Regions from separate parts of the Zea mays genome. Here regions 2 and 3 are each linked to region 1. Evidence: chromatin contacts called from public Hi-C data. All regions are on one chromosome and are shown on one strand. The core of a region is the stretch at or near the end of the contact, and the rest is flanking DNA. Distances in the headings are between cores, read along the strand shown. Region 1 holds the start of LOC100381481 (MYB transcription factor). Region 2 holds the start of LOC100284410. Region 3 holds the start of LOC100217027.

The links. A called contact is a pair of places that touch in the nucleus more often than the background predicts.
Region 2: a contact with region 1 is called in a Hi-C map of ear, with 2.7 times the contacts expected there. The contact joins the promoter of LOC100284410 here to the promoter of LOC100381481 in region 1. A contact is called at or near these places in 3 of 25 Hi-C or Micro-C datasets (ear, leaf and tassel).
Region 3: a contact with region 1 is called in a Hi-C map of bundle sheath, with 3 times the contacts expected there. The contact joins the promoter of LOC100217027 here to the promoter of LOC100381481 in region 1. A contact is called at or near these places in 5 of 25 Hi-C or Micro-C datasets (bundle sheath, endosperm and leaf).

What each region holds. Positions count from the first base shown.
Region 1 is chr3:43,262,720-43,266,766 of Zm-B73-REFERENCE-NAM-5.0, forward strand. It overlaps LOC100381481 (MYB transcription factor), which reads right to left and starts at 2,108. Exons shown (of 3, transcript NM_001174317.1): 1 at 1,784-2,108; 2 at 1,195-1,668; 3 at 529-1,085. The coding sequence starts at 2,054. The coding sequence ends at 934.
Region 2 is chr3:43,770,359-43,774,405 of Zm-B73-REFERENCE-NAM-5.0, forward strand. It overlaps LOC100284410, which reads right to left and starts at 1,912. Exons shown (of 5, transcript NM_001157305.2): 1 at 1,745-1,912; 2 at 1,401-1,556; 3 at 732-783; 4 at 589-655. The coding sequence starts at 1,556.
Region 3 is chr3:43,560,897-43,564,943 of Zm-B73-REFERENCE-NAM-5.0, forward strand. It overlaps LOC100217027, which reads right to left and starts at 1,890. Exons shown (of 24, transcript NM_001359539.1): 1 at 1,693-1,890; 2 at 662-693.

The DNA.
Region 1 (4,047 bases), core at 858-3,357:
TCTCTAAGCACATAAACCCGTCCTGCTGCTGCTACTGGAGTCAGGCCTGACCTGATCTGCGTTGGGACGATGGATCGGAAACGGATGCCCAACGACTCTAGTCAAAACCCCACCGCTGCACCGCAACTGCTACTATGCACCGAATCTGTTGCAAACCGAGCCATGCTTTTGTTGCGCTTGCGCCCCCGCTGACGGACGCCAACTAATCTGTTCTGCATCACACGTCGACCGCATCGCGTTGCAACAGCAGTTTCCGTTGGCTCGCAGGAGATTCGGGGGCAACAGTCCAGCAACGGAGCGCGCGAAACCAGGAAGGGGAGGCGAAGAGAAGAGCTAGCGCAGGCAAGTTTCAGGAGAGCGAGATTGCCAATTCGCAATGCACGGGGCGGGTGGCACTGCAATGCAGGGAACTGGTTCCTGGTTTCTTCTTCTTCTTCATGCAAAGGGGAAGAGAAGTGAGAGGAAAAAGAAAGAAAGGAAAAAGAAAGGCGAGAAATAAATAAATATCCTAGACCAGAACAGAACGGCGCATGAAAAGAATATATATATAGAGAGAGAGAGAGAGGGTGTGAACAGAAGAGGCAAGGCAGCAGAGGATCTGATCTGCCTTCGCCTTGCAGTTTGTGTCGCAACTCGCAAGCGGTTTCTTTCCTTCATCCATGTCAATCTCCCACGCTTGCCCTTGGTGTAGTAGCGCTTGCAACTCGTCTCCCAAGTCCCAACCCAAGCCGAGCAGTCAAATCGCCATACTGTTACTAGCAACGTCAGCGGCAAAAAAAAATCGATGAGGAATTTGTTAGTACTCTGCAGTTCCATCACCATTCTTTCTCCTCTCTCAGGCCATGTTCTTGATCATTAACTGGACCCTAAAGCTAAACTACGCGTCTTTCGGCCCGCCTCCTGTACACCGCCGCGGGGGGCCCCCCTCCCCGATCATGCCGCGCCGACGCCGAGGAAGTCGAAGAAGGGCGGCGACGCCTTGTCGTCGGAGCGTGACTCGCCATGGCGCGCCGACGCCGGCGGCGCGGAGAAGGCGGAGCGCGCGCTGGGCGCGAACGCCGCGGCGCGCGGAGCCGCGTCGTAGCCTGCGGGACGAACGCACGTACGTAGGACATGTGTTGTGAGCACGCCAGGCCGTCACCATCAGAGAGACTGACAGAGCAAAGCATTTGCCGTGCCGTTGTACGTACGTACCACTCTGGTAGAAGCAGGGGGCGGCGGCGGAGCCGAGGGACAGGTCGGTGGTGCAGGTGGACGCGGTCTCGTCGGACTCGCCGCCGCTGTGCGCGCGGGTGTCCGCTGCCGTGTACTGCGCGTGAGCGGCGGCGACGGTGCGCGGAGGCGAGCCGGCGTGGTGCTGGTGGTGGTGGTGGTGGAGGACGACGACGGGCGCCAAGTGCGACGTCGGCGGCGCCGGGTCCGGCGAGGACGAGGGTTTGCGCCGGCGGAGCGCGCCGGTGTGCTCCCGCTGCTTGCGCGCCATGAGGACGTGCCAGTGGTTCTTGACGGCGTTGTCGGTGCGGCCGGGGAAGAGGCGCGCGATGAGCGCCCACTTGTTGCCGTACGCGCGGTGCGCCGCCAGCAGCCGCTCCTCCTCCTCGCCGGAGAAGGCCCGGCGGTTGATCCGCGGGTCCAGCTGGTTGAACCACCGCAGGCGGCAGCTCTTCCCTGCGCGGTGTGTCCATTGTTCCATCAGACAAGAGAGAGACAGAGAGAAGGTCAGGGACACGACGAAGCAAGCAGCAGGCCAGCAGTACCCCGCATTGCGTGCTCGCATTTTTACCTGATCTGCCGTCCAGCCTCTCGGCGATGAGGTTCCAGTTCTGGGGCCCGTACTGCGCGACGAGCTCCTTGAGCTTGGCGTCCTCGGCGGGGCGCCAGTGGCCCCTGGCGCACAGCTTCCCCTGCTGTCCTGCGCCGCAGCCGCCCTCGCCGACGTCGTCGTCCACGTGGTACAGCTCCTCGGCGGCGTCCTGACGCTGCTGCTCCTCGTGGTGGAACGACGCGAGAGCACCCGCCGCCGGCGGCGGAGCAGCAGCGAAGAAGGCGGCCATCCAGGACCGGGTCCGCTGAGGAGGAGAGACTGCAGCAGGAGGGGTGGGGAAGGGAAAGGAAGGGAGGTTGCTGCTGCAAAGGAAGGGAGGCGGGGCTGATATAGGAGGACGCGGACGCCGCGGCAGCGGCGGCTGGCTAATTGATCACACACAACTAAACGTAAACGAGCACAAAATAAACGCTTGCTTGTTTTGGTCTCTACTCTACGTACGGACGTATGTACTACTGACGGACAGTAGGTCTTTTGGATGCCTGCCTTCTTCGAGTGGGAGATGCGATTGGTTTGGTTGCGCTTTCAGGCTTCCCCTGCCCTTTCTTTGAGACTGATGGCCGTGTTGTTCTTGTGTCGTCCTGCAGACGAGAACTGCAGCCAGCCAGAGAGAGAGAGAGAGAGAGGGGGGGGGGGAGACCGGGAGGAGAGAGAGAATTTATACGGATTTGTTTTTTCCGATTGGTGGCCCTGGTGTTCAGGTTCAGAGAGAGGCCGGCCGCTCGTGTGGGTTTGGGGAGTCCAACTCCAACCCCAACCACTACCGAGAGCGGAAGCGCTGTCCCTCCCGGGCTTGACAAAAACCCACCACAGGCGCCGCGCCCTGGTCTCTATCTATGCGCACCCACCCAACCCAACCCTTGACGGTTTGCTCCCGCTTCCCTTCTCTCTATCCTCCTTCGAACCACACCGATCATCTGCCCGCTCTTGCCATTTATTATTAGCACCATCACACCTAAAAACGATGTGCAGAACATTTATTCTTTTTTTGCCGGGGTAGTCACTTAAGAGTGCGAGACGATCTCATCATGTTTTGACATGTACGTAATTCTTTTATAGCAAGAGAGAAGCCACGTGGACCGTGGTACGTGCTAGCGCATATCAAAGGATACGTAACGAGTTCATGAGCTGCCTATAGGAGGAAACTGAGAGGCGCCATGGAAGATGCGGTTCTAATAAACATCATCCGCAAACTAGCTCAAATCGACGGTCGACGTGTTTTTAGACATGTTCGTGTTGAACGAGGCAAAACCATGGACGTTCATTAAGCATTGCATGCCAACCGAAACGCTAGGATTATTGGTCAGCACCAATAAGACCATGCACCTTCGCTTGCACCATAGATCGAAGGAGAAGCTACTAAAAATTAGTCCCTACAAAACAAACATCCCTTTAGACTTTTGAACATGATAATTAAATGATGCAATATAAGTTGAACACTGTGGGTTTATACCGCACGATACTCCATATTGATATTTTTTTTGAAAAAAAAAACTTCTTTCTATAAGATGTGTATGTTTTTTTAAGGTTCAAAGTCTATGTATCTGTTGTGAATAGTGTGACAGTGACTAGATTTTGTTCGTAAATCATGTCTCGTGCACCCCTATTGACAGGTGGGACCCACTACGCAGTCTCTGGCCACGGTAATTCGTTATACGAAGAGCCTGTCGCTGTTGGCGTGTGGGGAATTGGTTAAAAAAAAGGTCCAGGAAAAGGAAAGCCAACGGAGGGTGGACTGGACTGGGAGGGCACGCAGTCACTGTTCGCCAAAGGGAGCGTCTGATCATTATTTACTACTACATGCTTTTTTATGTTTGCGCAGTCCCGGGCCGCTTCGCCGATTCTGCTTCTCCTTTTGTACGCAAGGCCGCAGGCGCAGGCAGGTTCCGCGTGAGGCGCGGTGGCTGTGGCTGTGGCGTGGTGAGCAACGTCCCGGCCTGTTCTGTTCTGTTCTGTTCTGTTCCGTCCTCTCATCTGGCCTCCTCCTGGTCCTGGGTTCCGGACACCAGCGAGCGACTGGCACTGGCAGCAGGCGGTGCGCGTGCAGCTGCAGGCGACGCTGCTGCAAGGATCGGCCAGAGTTGAGAACCAAACCAAGACGGACAAGCGGAAACCGCCGGTGGCTTGGCTAATTTTCCCGAGGCAGGCAGGCATGCATGCATCAAGGCATTCCCATTTTCTTTTAGTCGTTCGCTTGCCGCTACCTTAAGCTACTCATCTTC
Region 2 (4,047 bases), core at 662-3,161, 510 kb after region 1:
CCATAGCATTTTCTACAGTTTTCACAACATGCAAATTACTAGTGTTAGTACTCATTCATAACAACACAGTTAACAACAGTGAACAAAGGACAGACATTGCATAACTGTTACTTGATTCTCTGGCTGCTGACCAGAAATCAGTTCCAACTTCCAACCAGTACATAATGTATGATTGTATGTTATCTATGTTGACACTAGACTGTTTTGAGGTTGAACACGTGAACTATGCATTTTGACCTTAAGATGACAGCACCAGAAAGAAAAAATCCCAGGTTCACAAGAAATATATATGATGCATGCCTTAATAACAATAAACTAAGTTTTGCACATGACTCAATTAACAATTCGAGGTTCCAACTCCTTTACCTAAACAAGTGACTTGTTTTCTTTTCCTGGCATCAGAACAGAGAAAACCTCATAGACAAACATTCCAATAGAATGTTCAAACTAGCACCTATGACCTATCGATAATGCTAAGTTCTCAACAAATTCCTTATTTAACACAAAGGAAGCATTGATGGATCCATGAGGCAGAATAAATGCTAATGGCTGGTAAAAAATCATTGGTGTGTGTTCAAGGTAACATACCATGTTGTGATACAGACACGGTGGACAGTGCCGGCTACAATAAGAGCTACAAGTTGTGCTACAACAACTGCAAGGAGGAGCGACAGTGATCAAAGTCAAAAAAAGACTATGAGAAGACATGAGAGATCATATGCCATACATACCTGCACCCCACCCAGTTCTATCTCCACTAGCTTCTTGATAGTTTCCAATAAACTGCAAAAGTTGTTCCAATTATCAGTTCATAATAAGACAAAATTCCAAGCAGTAAGCACACTTCTTGAATCTTGATGAAGAGCCGACGAATCCAGAAGTAATTAATGTTATAACACAGAAGTAACCATAAAACGGATATCCACACCAACATAAGGGGATGGTTATCGTCATCTCACTCACTTTTTTGTTTGGTTTTTAGAATGAAATGGATTAATCCACCATGACGCATGAGGATGGAGTCATCCCACCAAATAAATTTCATGGGATAAAGTCATGCATGGTACACCACCTCATTTACGACGGCTGGTTCCTGACCAAACACGCCCTATGTTTATTTACTACTTCACTGTGGCCGTACATTACCACTTCAATTTAGCAAATCAGAAAGAGGGGCAATGTCTTTGCCACCATCGACAGTGGACTTCGCTAATTTGCCACCAGACCCACAAATCATACCAGACCCACAAATCATAGATGGCAAACTAGCAAAGTGTCAACACCACTTGGGGGTGGCCAAATTGCAAATATTTCCAATGCCAATGGCTTCTGCACCAATGCACCATTTGAGGAACGAGAAAGAAAGTTAGAAATAACAGGAACTACAAGGAGAAACGCACGGTGAGGAGTAGCAGGAATAGGAGGGAGCAGACGAATCCACCGGCAATGGTCATGAGCTCCGACGAGGCGAACTTGGCCCTGTACATCTCCAGCAGCGACAGCGTCACTGCGAAGAGGAGCAGTGACAGCAGCATCGACCGCCCCGTGCTCGCCATCTGACAAGAGGACTGCAAAATCAGTGACAGATCTCTGTACACCCGATATTTTTCCCCAAAAAATCAAAGTTAGTAGGCATAATACATATCCACTTGTAGTAATTAGATCAGATCCGAATACAAATAGCTTAAATTAGGGTTTGGGTGCTCGGTTTCGCACAGCAGGGAGAGAATAAGGGTTGCGTTACCTGGTGGTGTTCGCCGCGGCGAAGGGTCCGACGTAGACCTGGGGACCTGGAGTAGGCCGGCAGCGGCTGTCGCCAGTCGTCGCCGGGATGGAGAGATTTTAACGTAGGCCGGATGAACGCAAGTGAACGGACGGGTGAAGAAATAGCAGAGGTGACACTGACACCGTGGGCTGGGCCTCTGGGGCAGCTCGGAAAACATCTTTTTATTTTGATGAGGTTTTTTAATTTATCTTTTAATAATAAAATTGTCCGAATCACAAGTTTTCAAAGCATATTAGCATATTAGGGTCTATTTGGTTGGACTGTGGCTGTGAAAAAACTGTTGTGAGCTGTAAAAAAAGTTGTTGTGTGCTGTGAACTGCTAAAAAGCTAAAAATCGTTTAGTGGAAACCATTAAAAACCGCTAAAAATTATTCCATATATATTTTCACAGTTCCACATAAAAGCTACTAAAAGCAGGTCTAGAGATGCTTTCAGTTTTACACTACAAGAAAATCGGCTTTTAGAAAAAGCTGCCTTTCAGATTCGGCCATTTGGTTTGACCTTTGGCTTTTAGGGGCAAAAGCCAAAGCTAAAAGTCAAACCAAACACACCCTTAGTCGTTGCCCATGCGTTACGACGGCTTACAATAATACCCACGTGAACTATCCATAAAAAAATTCAAGGTTTTTTATTGATTGTCTCCGCTCTCTGTATAATATTTTTTTATTTGCCTAACTGATGTTATTGTTTACCCCATGCAATATGTCTTGGTACAACACGACCAATGAAGTGAGCAATTAGAAGAGAGTTCATGAGAGCTCCTAGAGGGGGTGAATAGGTGATCCTGTAAAATCAAGTACTAAATAGCCAAAACTTGGTTATGAAGTGTTAGTGCGATTTAAAACCAGGTTGCTAAAGTGGGAACTTTAGAAGAAAACAAATCACAATTAAGATGGACACAAGACACGGTGATTTTTATCCCGTGGTTCGATCAATGCCTACTTCACGTTGTGTTGACCTCCTTCGGTCAAGGATTGTACTCAATCCCTCTCAAGTGATCCAATGATCAACTTTGAGTACCATGGTTTCCTTCCTTCGCAGTTTTCCCGTTTGCGAGGAATCTCCACAAATTGGAGCCTCTCGCCCTTACAATATTTGATCACAAGAGAAGCACAAGAGTAAGGGAGGGAAAGCAACACACGCAAGACTCAATTCGCAGCAAACACACACACTCAAGCTAAGACGTGAGCACAAAACACGGCACAGAGAGTTCGCAACTCAAATGTTGCTCAAATCTCTAACACAGTGATCCAAATGCATGGTGGCGGAGTCTAGGCGTCTAGGGATGATCAGAGAATGCTTGGTGTACTACTCCATGCGCCTAGGGGTCCCTTTTATAGTCCTAAGGCAGCTAGGAGCCGTTGGAGATCCAATTGGAAGGCAATTCTTGCCTTCTGTCGGGTGGCGCACCGGATAGTCTGGTGCACCACCGGACATGAACAGTAGCAGTCTGGAGCCCGATCTCCTTCTTTATCGGGCGCAGACGACCGTTGGACCTTTGGTCCCGTTGGCGCACCGGACACTGTCCGTTGCCCACCTGACAGTCCGGTGTGACCAACTGATCGTTAGTGCGGGCCAGGCGTCGCCCGCTGATTGCGCTGCCGACCGTTGGTCGCGGGCGCCGTTGGCTCACCGGACAGTCCGGTGAATTTTAGCCGTGGCGCCTTCGCTTTTTCCCGAGAGCGACGAGTTCGTCGTCGGGCCAACCTGGGCACCGGACAGTCCGGTGCACTACAGGCTGGTGCAGGTTTGGCTAAACTTATCTAAAACTTCTCCTGTCCGATTCCAGTTTTCTTGGCTATGTTCCTAGCACTTAGAGAAATATATTAGTATCCAAAAACATTTTACTAGGGCTATAAACATACCTTGATTCTTGATTTGCACTTCTCAACCACTTAGCTCATATGAACTAAAACATTATGTGTTGGGAATCTAATCACCAAAACACTTATAGAAATGGCCCAAGGGCACATTTCCCTTTCAATCTCCCCCTTTTTCGTGATTTATGCCAATACATTAAAAAGCAACTAAAAGTGCAACATTATTCTCAAAAGTGCATATATGAAGACCAAATTTTCTCACTTGAGATTTGGCATATTTGGATCACTTCTGCCACCACTTGGTTTGTTTTTGCAAATCAAATTCTTTTTCCTATTTCTAAGCCAAACACACTTGTTTGGGCAAATAGAGAGATGTTTCAAGAGTAGTTTTGATCAAGAGCCAAAAACTCCCCCTTTTCCCATAATTAAAATTCTCCCCCA
Region 3 (4,047 bases), core at 640-3,139, 300 kb after region 1:
CATCTGAGTACAGCAATATTGCAACAAGCTGAAGCAACAAAAACTAGGAATTAAGTTGGTGCAAACATGAACTGTTTAAAAAGTGTTAAATCTAAACTTAAAACCACTAATGGGAGTCCCTATCTGATGCCACACCTCCAACAATACACATTCTCTAAAGTAATATCAGCTGCCAACTAATTACATTTTGCAAACGGTATACATTTCAGTAAACCACAAATGTTTACTCCGAAGTCCCATCACCACGAAATATGCAACACAAATGTAACATCAGGATACTTTATTATTTTGCAGCCCACGCTAACGTCAATAAAATTGGAATGCTTAAAATTAAATATCTGGCTTTGTTTTGTTTCCCAATACTTCATATGATTAAAGCAGTAAGAGAAGAAGTCGCTGTATAGTATAGATGTAAGAATGATGCAGGTAGGCAAAGCCCAATTGCTGTGACCTTACAATTTTTTTAAAAAGAACATGAAATCATGATCATCTCACAGACTATGGAAACAGTAATAAACACGGACCTCAACACGACACACTACCAGAGTTCATAGAAGATTTTCTAGTGACAAAACTCATACAGAAACATCCTACTAGTCCATTATAGGAGACGTTCTACATGCTCACACAAAACAGTAAACTATATGGCATATATACTCACATGAGCACTGTATCGGACCCAAAGCTGCAAATCTGCTCATCAACAAATGAAAACGAATTAAATCATCTAACACGACCATAAATAAAGGAGGATGTAATGGATTACAATAATAGTCATGTAATTATATATCTATATACTATATAGACCCTAAAAATGCAAAAGATTTGAAAATGGGAATAAATCCAGGAAAAAGGCCAAGAAAAAAGTGCGTCATTATCCTTTCGGGAATCATGGCGAAATTTCCAAGACTCCAAGAAACAAGAAAAGGCAAAGAAAATTGCAGCGCGTACCCAAAAAATTAAGGAAAATTAATTAACAAGAACAACGCCACACTAAAATCCTTGTGGATGAACCTTCCAGAATAAGTCAATAATATCCTTAAGAATGAACGTTCCAGAGATGCGTGTTTATCAAACACCGAACGGATATCTAGAAATGAACAGTGCCGCCATAAACCTCCCAGAAACTAAAGAACGCATAGAAAAAACAGATCTTTAATGTGATGAGCTGCAGCACCATAAACCAGCTATAAAAAACGTGCAAAAAATTAAGATGACAAACAAGAAAACCTGAATACTGAATAGTGAATACCTCCATATAAGTAGAAAGGCTCAAAAAGAGGAGAAAACACGTCAAGTAAAATGAGCGACGAAAAAAGAGGAAAAAGCAGACTATTGCCATTACAGCCAGAAAAACGCAGACCATTGCCATTGAAGCAGGAAAACAAGAAAAAACCCTCCATATAGAACAATGAAAATCAGAAAGAGGCATAAAAAGAATCAACGAAATTAAAAACCACAAACGCTGCCACATGCGCGCCACGGGGGCCATTACCAAGAATCCACACTGAGAGAGGACTCGAACTCGAACGGTTCGATGGCAAACAATAGAAACATGCCTAAAATCGTAGAATAATCCAGCAAAGACAGCACGACCCATGCCCAAAGACAACACATTTGTAAGCGCAGACCGCAATGCAGTGCTCTTGAATCTTGAAACGAAAAAAAGGGACAAAGAACCGAAGAACACACCGCTCGAGGGGGCAAAAGCCCTCGCCTCAGAACCCTCCCTAAATCCGCGCCGCACGAACAACCGCAGCGGCAAGAACCCCACCGAAACCCTAGATTTCCACCAACAGCGAGCGGGGGAGCGGGAGTGAGGAGCGGAGCGGAGGAGTTTCCGTTACCGCCGAGGGAAGGACAGTGAGGTCATTCCGCACCTGCCCGCGCGGGCCCACCTGTGGGCTCCGATCGGCCAATCTGGACCGTGCGTTGGGAGAGCCCGGAACATGAGGTCGTGACCTGGTGACACGTGGAGGGGAGCATTGGACGCGGTAGGCTCCTCACGCACTCACGCGCACCGTGCTCTCCACTTCCTCGTTGCACGCCAAAGCAGCATCGGACGCAACAACTACTCCACTGATTCGTGGGCCACGTAAGAGTGTACCCTACCAGTCATTGTCACTGGTGGTTCTTCCGGGTAGAGGGAACCCGCTGCCTCCGCGGCGAGCCGGCGACCCATATCCTGCCTTGACTAGTGCGTGTGCCCGGAACCGGAAGACGCACCAGGCGCCAGCACCATCGGTGGCGACTGACGACCCGGCGCATGCCCCCAGCCCGCACTGACACGGGGTCCGTGTGCTGTTTGGTCCCAGCAGTCAGTGAAACAAAAGGTGTTGCCCGAGGCCGCCGCTTGGGAGTCGGGACTCGGGAGTGTCACTGCAGATCGCCGACCGTGCACAGAGCGTCCCATCCGTCTGGTACGGCGTTAGCGTAACGGCGGAAAGCAAACTCCAGTCTTCCCCGGATCCGAATCCGACGGCCGTGCGGGGCAGGACACCTGTACATGCGGGCGGATCGAAGCCGTTAGCTTACGGCGCCGTCACCGAACCGAACCGGTAGGATCTCCTCGGGGATAATATCCACGCATCGGTTTTGGGTGTGTTTGGTTTGACTTTTGGCTTTGGCTTTTGCCCCCCTAAAGCCAAAAGCCAACCAAAGGGCTGGATCCAGGAAGCAGCTTTTTTTAAAAGCCGACTTTCTCGTAGTGCAAATCTAAAAGCACCCCTGGACCTGCTTTTAGTGGCTTTTTGGATGGAACTGTGAAAACATATATCGAAGAATTTTTAACGACTTTTAGTGGTTTCCACCAAATGGTTTTTAGCTTTTTAACAGCTTACAGCCTACAGCAGCTTTTTCCACAGCTCACAGTTCACAGCAACTTTTTTCACAGCCACAGCCCAACCAAACAGACCCTGCTGCGCTCCTGGCTGCAACCACGGCACCCTACAGCTACACCGGGTCTACGAACCTCGTGCCACATACAAGTGGGCCCGCAGAGTGCTTCGTATGACGCACAGTGGACCCGGAGCATTCAACAGTGCGGCGGGGTGGCAGCGGCAACGCAAGGGTCGCGTAGGCTGGCAGATCGTCCTCCCTTCGGCCGGCTGGTGTCGCTTCCGTTTTCGTAAAACAGTTTGGGCAGGCCTTCGAAAGGATGGCTGCGGCATTTCCTTCTCCATCACTGCGGGCAGAGAATTCTGCGGACAGGGAATCCCCGTGCTTTGCCACCTGCCGCTGCGGCTAGGCTCCTCGTCGCCTCCTCCAGCACGCGAGAATGGATCTGCGGCCGGGCCACGGCTGTGCAGCTGCCGGCCTTTTTTTGTTTCCGATTTTGACGATTCGAAAATTGAAAGCAGGAGATTTGGCACGAGTTCATAGCCGGGAAAGTAATTAGAGCAAGTTTAATAATAGAACCTATTATTAGCTCTAACTCATTACCATGTCCTTTAGAGCCAATAATAAACACACTTATATAATAAAGTTGGCTCTTATATGAATTCCTTATCTCCTTTTCTTCATTCTTTTATCTGTCTCTTGCATCAGAGTCCACTCTCTCTATTTTTTAATGTCTCTCTCTTCTACATAAGCAAAAATAATATATAAACAGGCTTAGAACTTATTATTGTATTTACTCTTAGCAGAGATTTTAATACGGAGTATGAGACTTTAATGCGGGGTAACCAAATTGAGATCACTGCACTAAGGGTCGGAGCCCATATTTTGAACGCTCCTAAATGCGACTTTGCGCTCTTTGCTCAGCTTTGTATTATTGCCCATCTTTGACTTAAATCAACGTATCGTCCGATTTTTTTTGTTTTTTAATCTTTTCCGATAAAAATTTACATTTGGACCCTGGATAACTTATTTAAAGATTTGGACCTTTAGTTTGGTGTCATAGGTTGTGGCGCCAAGCTAACACAACTCGGCGTCATAGGCTATGGCACCGAGGTACATGACTCGCTGGTATCCAAGGGCTGACTTGGCTGCCACATGTTCCTAGCTCGGCGTCACAGATCTTGGCGCCGAGCTAGGAAGTAAATGAGC